2 separate regions of the Danio rerio genome follow, and region 1 is linked to region 2. The links are chromatin contacts, called in public Hi-C maps. All regions are on one chromosome and are shown on one strand. The core of a region is the stretch at or near the end of the contact, and the rest is flanking DNA. Distances in the headings are between cores, read along the strand shown.

Evidence for each region. A called contact is a pair of places that touch in the nucleus more often than the background predicts.
Region 1: a Hi-C map of embryo shows a contact between it and region 2, with 2.0 times the contacts expected there. The contact joins two enhancer-like sites. A contact is called at or near these places in 2 of 18 Hi-C or Micro-C datasets (caudal fin and embryo).

What each region holds. Positions count from the first base shown.
Region 1 is chr14:37,237,998-37,243,487 of GRCz12tu, reverse strand. si:ch211-143l19.3 (a long non-coding RNA gene) reads left to right here. Exons shown (of 10, transcript XR_012389847.1): 7 at 1-156. It overlaps LOC141377549 (a long non-coding RNA gene), which reads right to left. Exons shown (of 4, transcript XR_012389852.1): 4 at 445-1,287. Among named protein-coding and RNA genes, the nearest start is that of sox3, 47 kb to the left of the region's middle. Within about 2 kb of position 3,492, at least 6 of the 62 cell types and tissues checked have an H3K27ac peak or open chromatin away from gene starts, as enhancers often do.
Region 2 is chr14:37,181,008-37,186,775 of GRCz12tu, reverse strand. No RefSeq gene overlaps it. Among named protein-coding and RNA genes, the nearest start is that of atp11c, 8.4 kb to the right of the region's middle. Within about 2 kb of position 3,300, at least 14 of the 62 cell types and tissues checked have an H3K27ac peak or open chromatin away from gene starts, as enhancers often do.

The DNA.
Region 1 (5,490 bases), core at 2,243-4,742, 57 kb before region 2:
GAAAGAACATATCCAGAAAAAGAAAAGAGTCATCTAGTGACAGTTCACATCCAATCTGACAGAGCTGAAGCATCTACAGAGAAGAATGGCAGAAAAACAAAATGCAGATGTGCAAAGATTACCACATCAAATCCAGCAGACCTGAGACTGCTAAAGGTAATTGTTGCCGAAGGTAATTCAGCTCAGTACTGATGTTTTTCCTCTTTAGTTATTTTGCTAAGGTTTGCTTTGTCATTATAGGGTGTGGAATATAGAGCAAAGTTTTTTAGTAAATAAATGAACTGGTGACGCAAAGGTGTCAGTAAATGCATTAATAATGAGAAATTATATAATATTGTTAAATGTTGAACTTTATATTTATAAAATAATCTTGATTTACTATTTGACACGTTAACACTATTTGGCATGAGCAACTTAAACATTGATAATAAGAACCATAATTTAGAGTCAGAGTCAGAGCTAGAAAGAGCTTTATTACCAGGTTTGTTTGCATATGAGGTATTTGTTTTCATGACAGAGCTTCTACAGTGCAACAGAATTAGAGTCCGGATAAGTAACAGATAATAAATATATTTTGAAAATAGAAGTAAGCAGTGAATGCAAATATACAAATTGGCAAGTGTACAGGTAAATTGCTATATACACGTTATATGTGCTAAAAAATCTTAATTATACCGTTTGTTTCTGGCAGCTGGTGTGGATAAATTATAGAAATATATCGTAAAATAATAGATATTAAAAGAAATGTCCTTAAATTTAAATTTCTGGTAAATTACTGTATTTTAATATTCATTATTTTACTGTAAATTTCTGTAATTTAACGTTCGCTATTTTACGTTTTTCTTCCGGCCCCACAGCTGCTAGAAAAAAACCGTTAAATTACAAATTTTTTTACAGTGCAGCTGTTATGTGGAAATTGGCATGTAAATGATGTTGTTAAATAAATATTTTGAATATTTTATCATTATAGGAATAGAGATTTATTATAAAATAGAAAATGATTAATTAAGAGGTCATTGGTAATTGTATTTGTCATAAATTTCTTGTTTCCACTCAAACAAATTCACCCCATTTTTCCATTATTATGTAATTTTTAAATATTTATTTGGACATTTACACAAACATAATTAAGAATAGGCAACACGGTGGCTCAGTGGTTAGCACTGTCACCTCACAGCAAGAAGGTTGTCGCTTGTTCGAGTCCCGGCTGAGCCAGTTGGCGTTTCTGTGTGGAGTTTGCATGCTCTCCCTGTGTTCGGGTGTGTTTTCTTCGGGTGCTCCGGTTTCCTGCACAGTTCAAAGACATGCGCTATAGGTAAATGAAATAAACTAAATTGTCTGTAGTGTATGTATTGAGTGTGTATGGATGTTTCACAGCATTGGGTCGCAACTGGAAGGGCATTCGCTGCATAAAACATATGCTAGATAAGTAGGCGGTTCATTCCGCTGTGGCGCCCCTTGATGAATAAAGGGACTAAGCCAAAAGAGAATGAATGAATGAATAATTAAGAATAAAATTATTAAATTGTGAAATTAGTGTGTGGGTGTTTCCCTGCACTGACATTTATACTGACATCTTAAAGAGCAGCCACTGTACTAAACATATGCCAAATTAATTGCTGCTACATCCCGCTGTGACATCTGATAAATGAGGGAATAAGCCAAAGGAAAGTGAATAATATTATTAATTTAAAGGAAAATAATTATTCTAAAATTCTAGTCAGCTTTATTTCCCAGTGTTGGGTTGTGGCTGGAAGGGCATCCGCTGCGTAAAACATATGCTGGAATAGTTGGCAGTCCATTCCGCTGTGGCGACCCCTGAATAATTAGAAACTAAGCTGAAGGTAATGAATGAGTGAATGAAGAATCAGCTTTAAATTGCAAGTGTTTCACAATGTTCCGGTTATCACAAAAAAAATATATCACGTTTAAAATAAGTTAATTTCATTAAGAGTTAAACAATATTAAGATTAGTTTTAAAGGATATATGAAGAGTTTAAATGCAAAAACCTATAAGTGCCATCTAAAATTTTTCTCAGGCTGCTGTGTTGTGTTTGAACTCTCAGTAATGATTAAATCACACTGAACTGAGCTAAACTGAACTGAACTGAACTTAAACACTAAAACCTGAACCACACTGTTCCAGTTACTATGACCATTTATGTGAAGCTGCTTTGACACAATCTACGTTGTAAAAGCGCTATACAAATAAAGCTGAATTGAATTGAATTGAATTGTGTGTAGTTTTAGTAATTTTACTTTTATGCAATGAATTTTTCATTTATTTTAAGTTATTTTAATTTGCTTTAAAATGAAATACTGAACATGAAAATGTTTTAGATAAAAACATTTCAGACAGAACTTTTGCATTCTTCATGTACCATTTGAAGAATTAAGCATATATACACCGTAAAATATAAAAGGTTAAGGTAACTCAAACCATTTGAGGAAACCGCTTCATCAAACCATTTAAGTTCTAGAACTAATCCAAATGAGTACTGTGAACTTGATCCATTTGAGTAAACGAAGCAATTTGAGCACAGTAAAACCCGATAAATGAAGAGAACTCAAATCAACTGTAAAACCCAATAAGTTAAGGCAACTCAAATCATTTGGCAAACCGATTGCAACAAACCATTTGAGTTAAAAAACTAATCTATATGAGTACTGTGAACTTACTCCATTAAAGTTAAAGTAATAAAGTATTTAATTAACTTATTACCTTCAGCACTGAGTTCAAAACTCTTTTCAAATGAGTAGAATTAGCTTTCAGTCAATTTTGAGTTAACTACACTCATTTTATTTGATAAAGTTGACTGTTGGGTTTTACAGTGTAGAAATACTAAAACAAGACAATTAATATAATACTTTACAATAAAATAGATTTCATGAGCATTAAAAATAATAACATTTGTCACAGAACAACAGTGAAAACAACAATACTAACAAATGTCCCCACACATATTGATACCTGTGCTCTAATTTCATAAACACACACACACACACACACACACACACACACACACACACACACACACACACACACACACACACATCCCTATTTCTATATTCAGAAAGTAAATATTTTCAACAGAAGATATGGTGATTCATGAACATCTGTGTTTTATACTGTACACCCAACCTGAGTCAGTTTTAAATTTGTTTGCGTTTGCCTTAAAACTAATTTCTGGATAAAACAGCAGCACGTACCAGCCTGCAGTTGTGTGTGTTTGTTTTGGTGTGCGCAGCTGCGGTACCAACAAAGTCATGTCTATAAGCAATAACATTTGATTCCATGGGTGGGTAAAAGCGTGTGCGCGTCTATCAGTATTTTTGCCTGAGCCTGCATTAGTGTGCGTGTGTATGTGTGGATCAGTATTTTTGCCTGAGCATGCATCAGTTTGTGTGTGTGTGTATTTAGTGGCCTCTGGGTCTTCCTGTGAGTCACTGGCATGAGGTAAACCCCAGTAAAGCTGTTCTAGTCCTCTGTAATTCCTCATTAGCTCTCGGCAGGTTCTCTCAGGGGGATTTGGGCTGGTTTGTGGAGCAGCACAGGGCCTCTCGGTGGGATGCCGCTGTGGGCCAGGTGTGTGTCCGCCGGCAGGTGCTCGTGTGATGGGGGAGACGGGCTTAAACGAGGCCTTTTGGGTGGGTCGACACAGCAGTGCATTAACTAGATCAGAGTTTGGGATGTTCTGCTCCATCTGTATTGTGTTGTGGCTGTTTAAACTGCTCTGAGCTGCTGGTGGGTCGTTAAGGTGAGAATCTGGGGATTTGGCTGAAAATTTAGACTAATAGTTTTGATTATAGTTTACCAGTTGATTAATTTTATTCATAATTGAAAACTTTTTTATTTGTAAGTATACAAATGAGGCGTTTTTATTAAATATGCCGTGATTTGCACAAAACGCTGATTAAAAACAGATTACAGTTTTATTTTTTTTAGGAGATTTTGAGTGTCTTTTTTTTATATGAGTCAGAAAACATTGTGAACAGAATGTAATTCTCACCACTTTTTTGTAGAATAATTTATGTTAATCAGGCAAATTATGTATGAACAATTTTCAGCATGAAGATATAATGCAGGATAATCCTCATAATACAACAATTTGATCTTAAATCACTTAGCTTTTTAAAGAAATGTATATTTATTTGAGGATGTTCAGATATTTGTACAGAAAAAGGGCTAAAAACTATCCATAAAAGCAATGTTGGGTAAGTGACTTGAAAAGGTTAACATTATTTATCTCTAAAATTGTATTTAAATTACTTTTTCTAATTAGTCTTCAAAGTAACTTAATTATTCAATAAGTAATTTAATTACTTAACTTTATTTAATAGGGACGCAACTCTTAATTTACAAATCTTACTTAGTCAAACCAGGACCTTTTAGTTTTATTTTGTAAATTTCATATTGCATACATAACATATTGACACATTTCTTACTTTTTTGTTTTTTGTCTCTTACACATCAAATCGAATCTAATTGAAAAATTGAGTTATAATGCAAAATATCTAAATAACAAATATTAAACAATTATTTTGCTTCTGTGAGTTTATACCCTATACAGACCCGCAGACAGCTTGGTGTAAGGGGTGGTTCTTTTTCTAAAAATGTGGACCTTTTTACAGTTATTTGTCACATTTTCTATGTAATTATGAGATTTTAAAGCTGCATTTTTGTAAAATATTAAGCACTATTTTTAGCTGGATTAGCTTGTCGGATGGTCTTCATAACCACACTTTTTAAAGTACCAAAAAGATTCCTCTAGATTCAGAATAAAGACATATGAATACATACTTATTTTTAATATACAAATGTATTGCATAATATATCATTAGAAAAAAAAATAGGAATCTGTTAATTTATTAAACTAAAAACGGGAGCCCATTGGGATTTATTAGGCAAATAATAAACTGGCCAGCACATCTAACTTTCCTCAGTCACAGTCAGTGGCTATTTGTGAAATAAAAAAAATAATTCATTCATTTTCTTTTCAGCTTAGTCACTTTATTCATCAGCAGTCACCACAGAGAAATGAACCACCAACTTATCCAGCATATGCTTTACACAGTTCATGCCTTTCCAGCTGCAACCCATGACTGGGAAGCACCCATGCACTCTGAATCACACACAAACGCTAAGGACAATTTAGCCTACCCAATTGACCTATAGCGCATGTCTTTAGGCTTGTGGGAAAAACAGGAGCACCCAGAGGAAAACTGGCAACAAGAGCAAAACATGCAAACTTCAAGGCTCGAACCAGCAACTTTCTTGCTGTGGGGTGACGAAGCTACCCACTGCACCACCGCACCATCCTCCAATTGCATCATTATAATTGTATTCAAATTTCCTTTCTAATTAGTATTAAAAGACAATTATTTACTCCATAAGTAATTTAATTACTTAACTCTAGTCTACTAAATATGAAAAAAAAAATTTGACTTCATAAATATGAAACTCCAATATTGTAATTTTCATTTTAATCA
Region 2 (5,768 bases), core at 2,051-4,550:
TACATTTAAAAACATTGCATATGCAAGGGTGACCATGAAATCCGTCACCAGCACACTATGTGTGTATTCTATGTGCTTTGTCTGACATTTGTGAGGGCATATACAGTTTATCCATTGCTCATGCATGCTCTTTATTTACTTTGTTGTTTGTCTGTAAGGTGTCAGCACTTACCAGGCTGCTGTTTCACTGCATGGGGAAATAAACAGTTGACAGAATAAAATTGACAACAAACTAACCAAACCTAAAAATGACATTTATAGAGAAAACATTTTTGAGGACAATAAAAATGTAGAAAAATGACTGTACAAATTAATTTAAACAGTTTAAAAGTTGAAGAAATGATATTGTAAGTGCCTCATCGTAGTCTAATCCAAAAAGAGGGACGAGTCTACTCGATTTTGAATGGAAATACCTTTATTCTATCAGCTATAGAGTATCAGTGAGCTTAAAGTGAGCGGTTGCCCTACAGTTCATTATAGTGTCTGTTCTGTTCATTTATGGCCATATGTTTTAACCGTAACTATGACACGCACACACACACACACACACATATACACTCCATAGAAGCAGCCAGAGGATCATCTAGGCTTAGCTTGATTCTTTGTCGATTAGACATGTTGTTGGATTTTGACTCTCCTAAGCACACACAGTCCTCTGTTTCCTGCCATGATTTCTCGCCCTGTCCTGAAAAGCGACTATGAGGAATCCGCGTCCCGTTCTGAATGCACACTTGTTCCTACTCTCGATTGGCCATTCAGCCCCCTCTAAGGAGACAAGCCCCAATCACAATATTGTCAAGGCTCTGTTGGTTTTCTGGTTCAAATCCTTGTTCACGCTGTTTGCTGAGTACTCATCTGCTGTGACAGCCTTCAGACAAACAGAGGCTCCTGAAAGAGGTCTTCCACAAGCAGATCCTTCCTGCTGGGCAGTGGCTGAAACGGCTCTTTCTCTCGCCATCAAGTGGAACCCAGCCTATTGAGCCGGCCCCTGGGAGCCCCACATTGAAGCGGGCCACGGGCCAGCGCTTCGCCCCTCGGGCCTTGGGCCACCCTCACGTTGTTCCAGGACACCTGTGCCCACCTACCCCCATCGTGGGAACCCTACCTAAATCAGAACAATTTAGACGCGTTATACTGAATTCTGTGTCTGCAGAAGCGAAGCTAAAAAGCAAAACTTTTTTTTCAGGTGACCATTTAAGTCGAACGAAGAAGTGGGATATCGCTTTTTTTGAAGTTGACCCACTTCTTTACCCAACCCCCAAACTAAATCTCCATGGCACACTGCAGAAAAATGGCATCAATTAATCAGCATTCATGAACCGTTTACTTGAGCCCCCCTTTGTCTGAAGCAGGGTTTAATCCAGACAGAGGCCTGGCTGTTTGGATCCCTGCAGACAGCAGCAGTCGGACCATTGTAAACTCCTATCCACTGGCACTGCACAAATTCCCATTCCCTCACACTCTCATTTGCTCATTTGTCATCGGCGACAGCGCTTTCAGCTTTCCAGCAATGACAGCTATATTCCGTAAAGGTGAACTTTCGAATCGAGCAATGTAGTCAGATTACATTTACAGTATCCCGCTCGTTTTCCGGTCGGAAGTGGTGTGTTTTTTTTATATGCGAGGCCAGAAAAGGCAGGAAGTTCTCTCTCAACGTATTTCTCTCCCTCCCTCTTAGCGAATGCCAGCTTCACCAATTCACTCCGCCGCATGTGTGAAGACATCTGTCCATATTGCAAAATCTCCCATTTTGGTGCAAATGATCCTCCTTGAAGGAAGCAATTTTTACAATGTGGCAATTCTCAGATTTCCATCAAGACTCAGTGCCTTTGCCTTTCGCCTCACCGAAGAAGCAAGTTTAATTGGAAGGCTGCATTTAAAGTCATTCCACAATTATACAATTATACTGAAGATGCATGTCTGCATGTTGCTCAGTTTGCACCAATTTACTGCACTTTCTGCACAGTTAAGACTAGCGCTCCTTTCAGTGGATGCAAATTCCCCTCATTTGGCTCCAAATGAAGCATAATTGCTCATATTCAAGCAAACACCTTGCTATGAGAGGTTCTTCCTAGTTAGTTCATATTAAATCTGAGGAGAATGAGGGAAAAAAAAAGGATCCCAAAATCCATTTGCGCACACGTGCCAGCTGGATCTTTCTGTTTGGGGGAATGATGAGGAAATGGATGATGCAATTGAGCACATTGAACATTAAAACATCCTGCTAGCACTTTTAATTCAGCAGCCGCCGTCTCCAAACTTGCCTGTATGTTTCTGAATGCTAATTATAGAAATAAAAAAAACAGATTTAGTTAAAAAGTGAATCAAAAGGGATTGTATTTTGCCATCACTGATGACGCTGCATTCCAACACGCTCTGCTTCCCCTTTATTCAGAAAAAAGAAATAATATCACTCAGACAGACGTCCCATCATCAAAGTATTCGCTAGCCTTTCCGCTCTTTTGTTTTGAAGTTAGAGAGGGTCTCGTTATTCAAAAGAGCCAAAGTATCTGAAGTGGCAGTGCAAGCACACCGCCGACAATGGCTTACAAGAGTCTGTTTTAATTCATACCCTCGTTTTAAAAAAAGGGGGACAGCACAACAAACCGTTGACCCACTGATATACAATTAAGAGTGATGCGGCAGTTAATGCTACAAGCAGCTCTGTTTAACAGTCTGTCTTTGACCCACTGCCACTGAATAAATATAATGCAGAGAGCGAGAGAGCGAACGGGAGCCGGGGAGATTTTAAGCCACAGATAAGTAGTTAAAGACCTTTATAGAGTATAACACCATTATCCTTGCTGAATAAAAATAGGATTTAGTGTTTTTTCCACTTAATTTGAATCAAAAGAATCCCCACCTTACATATTGCACTGGTAATGTAATGGAGAGAGAATCACAAAAAGGCTTTGTGGTTCTGACACCTCCTATAGTGGGCCTGTGTTGTGCCGCGAGCAAAAGGGAGAGCAGGCTTTTTCTTCTTGGCCTTGCTATCTGCTAACACATTCTAATTGATGCCGCTGCATTCCTGCACTGGGCGCATTCAATGAATAATGAGTGACGGACTCAATGCCCATGAATTAGTCCCTTCTAAGAGAAGCAGTAAAACAGCCCCCTGCCCCCCGGCCCTGTAGCCAGCGAGCTCCCCTCAATCCCGGGCCAAAGCCTGCTCCGGCTTCACCGCCCATTAAAGTGCCACTATTGTGCAGCGATGCAACCCACAAAAGCTGTCCATCTCTCCGAGGCCTCTAAAGCCTGGACTCACACAGACAGGAGTGACAACCTCTGTAACTCCCCCCCCCGACCCCTTCCCACCCAATAAACCCCCTAATCCCACCCCTTCCACCAACGTGCACGCACACACACACTCATGCAAGCAAGTTGTGCTCTCTCCCTCTCTCTCTCTCTCCTTCGACTGCCTCTGCTGTGCACAAAGCATCAATCTGTCTTCAGTGTTGGCACCCTCTGCCCTTTGTCCCATCTGCAGGTGTCAATGAAAGCAGCTATGGTTGCCCCAGACCCAAAACTCACCAGGCCTCATCTAGAGACAGGAACTGCTGACAAAGACCCAGTGTACAGCGAGAGAAAGTAAAGGAGCTCTCTTAAAAATTGATGCCCAAGGAAGTGTCACAACTTTTAAGAAGTACTGTCCACAGAGAGTAACTTGTCACTAATAAATTTGCAAGGAAGAACCAAAAAGAGGGTCTTCACAGTGATGAAAATTTGTGGTTTCCTCAAGAACTGTTTGGTGAAAAGTTCTTTAAAGAACCGTTTTGTCATAATTTAAAGAACATCAATAATCTTTTTCCTCTGTAAAAAAAAAACCTCTCCACTGATAAATAGTCTTCATGGAACCATCGATGCTTATCAAGAACCTTTAATATTAACAGTGTGTGATATTGAGATTGTGATGGAATGGCAGGTGTAAATGTAAAATCATAATATTACTAATGAACTTTTAAAACAAAACCGAAATGGAGTCTTTATAGTAATAAAATGCGACAAGCAATTAAAAACAATTAAACTGAATTAGCTAGTTAGGCTACTTATCATTAGAGGATATCAGGTGTCATTACCGGATGAATAAAGCCTGCATATTTTTGGACAATTACCAAAAACGGGTTTTATAACCTACAAAAACAGACTAAATATCTATACAACGCTTAAATTATATTATCTAAATGTTTATCTTTCTGTTTTAGTCAACTAGTGTTGGATGTAGGCTAGTGTTTGCTAATCAGAGAGTAACTAAAGGTTTACTATGAGCTGAGCTACCACTTTCTGCATTAGAGCGCCATCGTGTGTTATTATGACATATTGCAGGGGTTTTATAGCAAGGGGACTTCAAGATGGACATTTTATTTACACTGAAACATTTAGCAGACGCTTTTATCCAAAGCGATCTACAAATGAGGAAAATAGAAGGAATCAAACCAACAAATAGCAACAATATGTCAGTCCTCCGACAAGTTCTGTCTTATTTCTAATGCAATACACTTACAAAATTCGTTTAATTAGGACATAACCATAACAAGCATTAAACATATACATTTTCAATTACCATTATAAACATTAAAACCATTATGCATTCCATGAGATTTCGATTGTTTTCTTTTCAGCAGGGGGATTCTGTAGAAATGTGGGTTTGGCCATGTTAAAAGGTCTGTTGATGTAGAGAAATATAAGTAATTATAAATAAATCATAATAAACTTTATTTTATTTACTCACTTAAATATGTGTATTTGTTTATTTATCTTCTTTTTCTTTGAAATAAATTAAAATGTGAGGGAACTACTCAGGTTGTTCGTTCTACAAAAAAGTGAACTCTATTTTTTTTTCTGATTGTTCGCAGTATTATCTGAATTTTTGAGATTAAATGTATTCTTTAAAATTATTTGACTGATGCAAAAAAAAAAAAAAAAAAACTTGTGCTACACTGTAAAAAAATCGTAGTTGTCTTAAATTTTTAAGCTGAATCAAATTAACCGTATGGATCCATTGAATTATGTTTATGTTAAACTGACTTAAAACAGCTTGTCTAACCTACAAAATTAAGTTAGAACTTAGTTTAATAAGTTACTATAAGCTAAAAACATATGTTGTCATGACTAATTTATTATTGATTTTTTTACAGTGTAGCAATATATTTATCAGAACATATTTATTCAAACGGTGCCACATTTACAGTAAATGCACAGCATGTCCATGATTGCATTGTACCATGAAATTTACTCTGTACAAAAACATTGGTAAATTAGCAGTTTTCCATATTTTGTGATTCATGTTTTTATTTTTCCTCATTTATTTATGCTTTTTAATTATGGGACCTTGATCTTTCTTTCAACAAATTTTTACCTTGAACAGATTTTATCAGTTTTAAGTGATATAATGTCTGGGTTGGTGTTGTATATTACGGTAAATAACCTTATAATAAACTGACACATTATGTCTTTAAATATTATATGCATTCAATTATTTCAAACTACTAAAATGTCAGGAAAAGTCACTTTGTTAAACTTTGTAGTTGAATTTTTAACATCAAAAGTCAATAAAGCAGAGGTCCCATAATGCAATTCACAACCTTAAATAAATAAAACATTTATGAATCACAAAATACTGTTAATTAGCAGATTTCTTTTACAGCTCTGAAAAAAAGATGTCTGCAAAACTGTTGCAAACAATTTATTTGTGTTGAATTTGAACAAATTAAAATTGGTAATGTTCAACTTAAATTGTTTGTTTAAAATCAGCCCAAATAAATTGT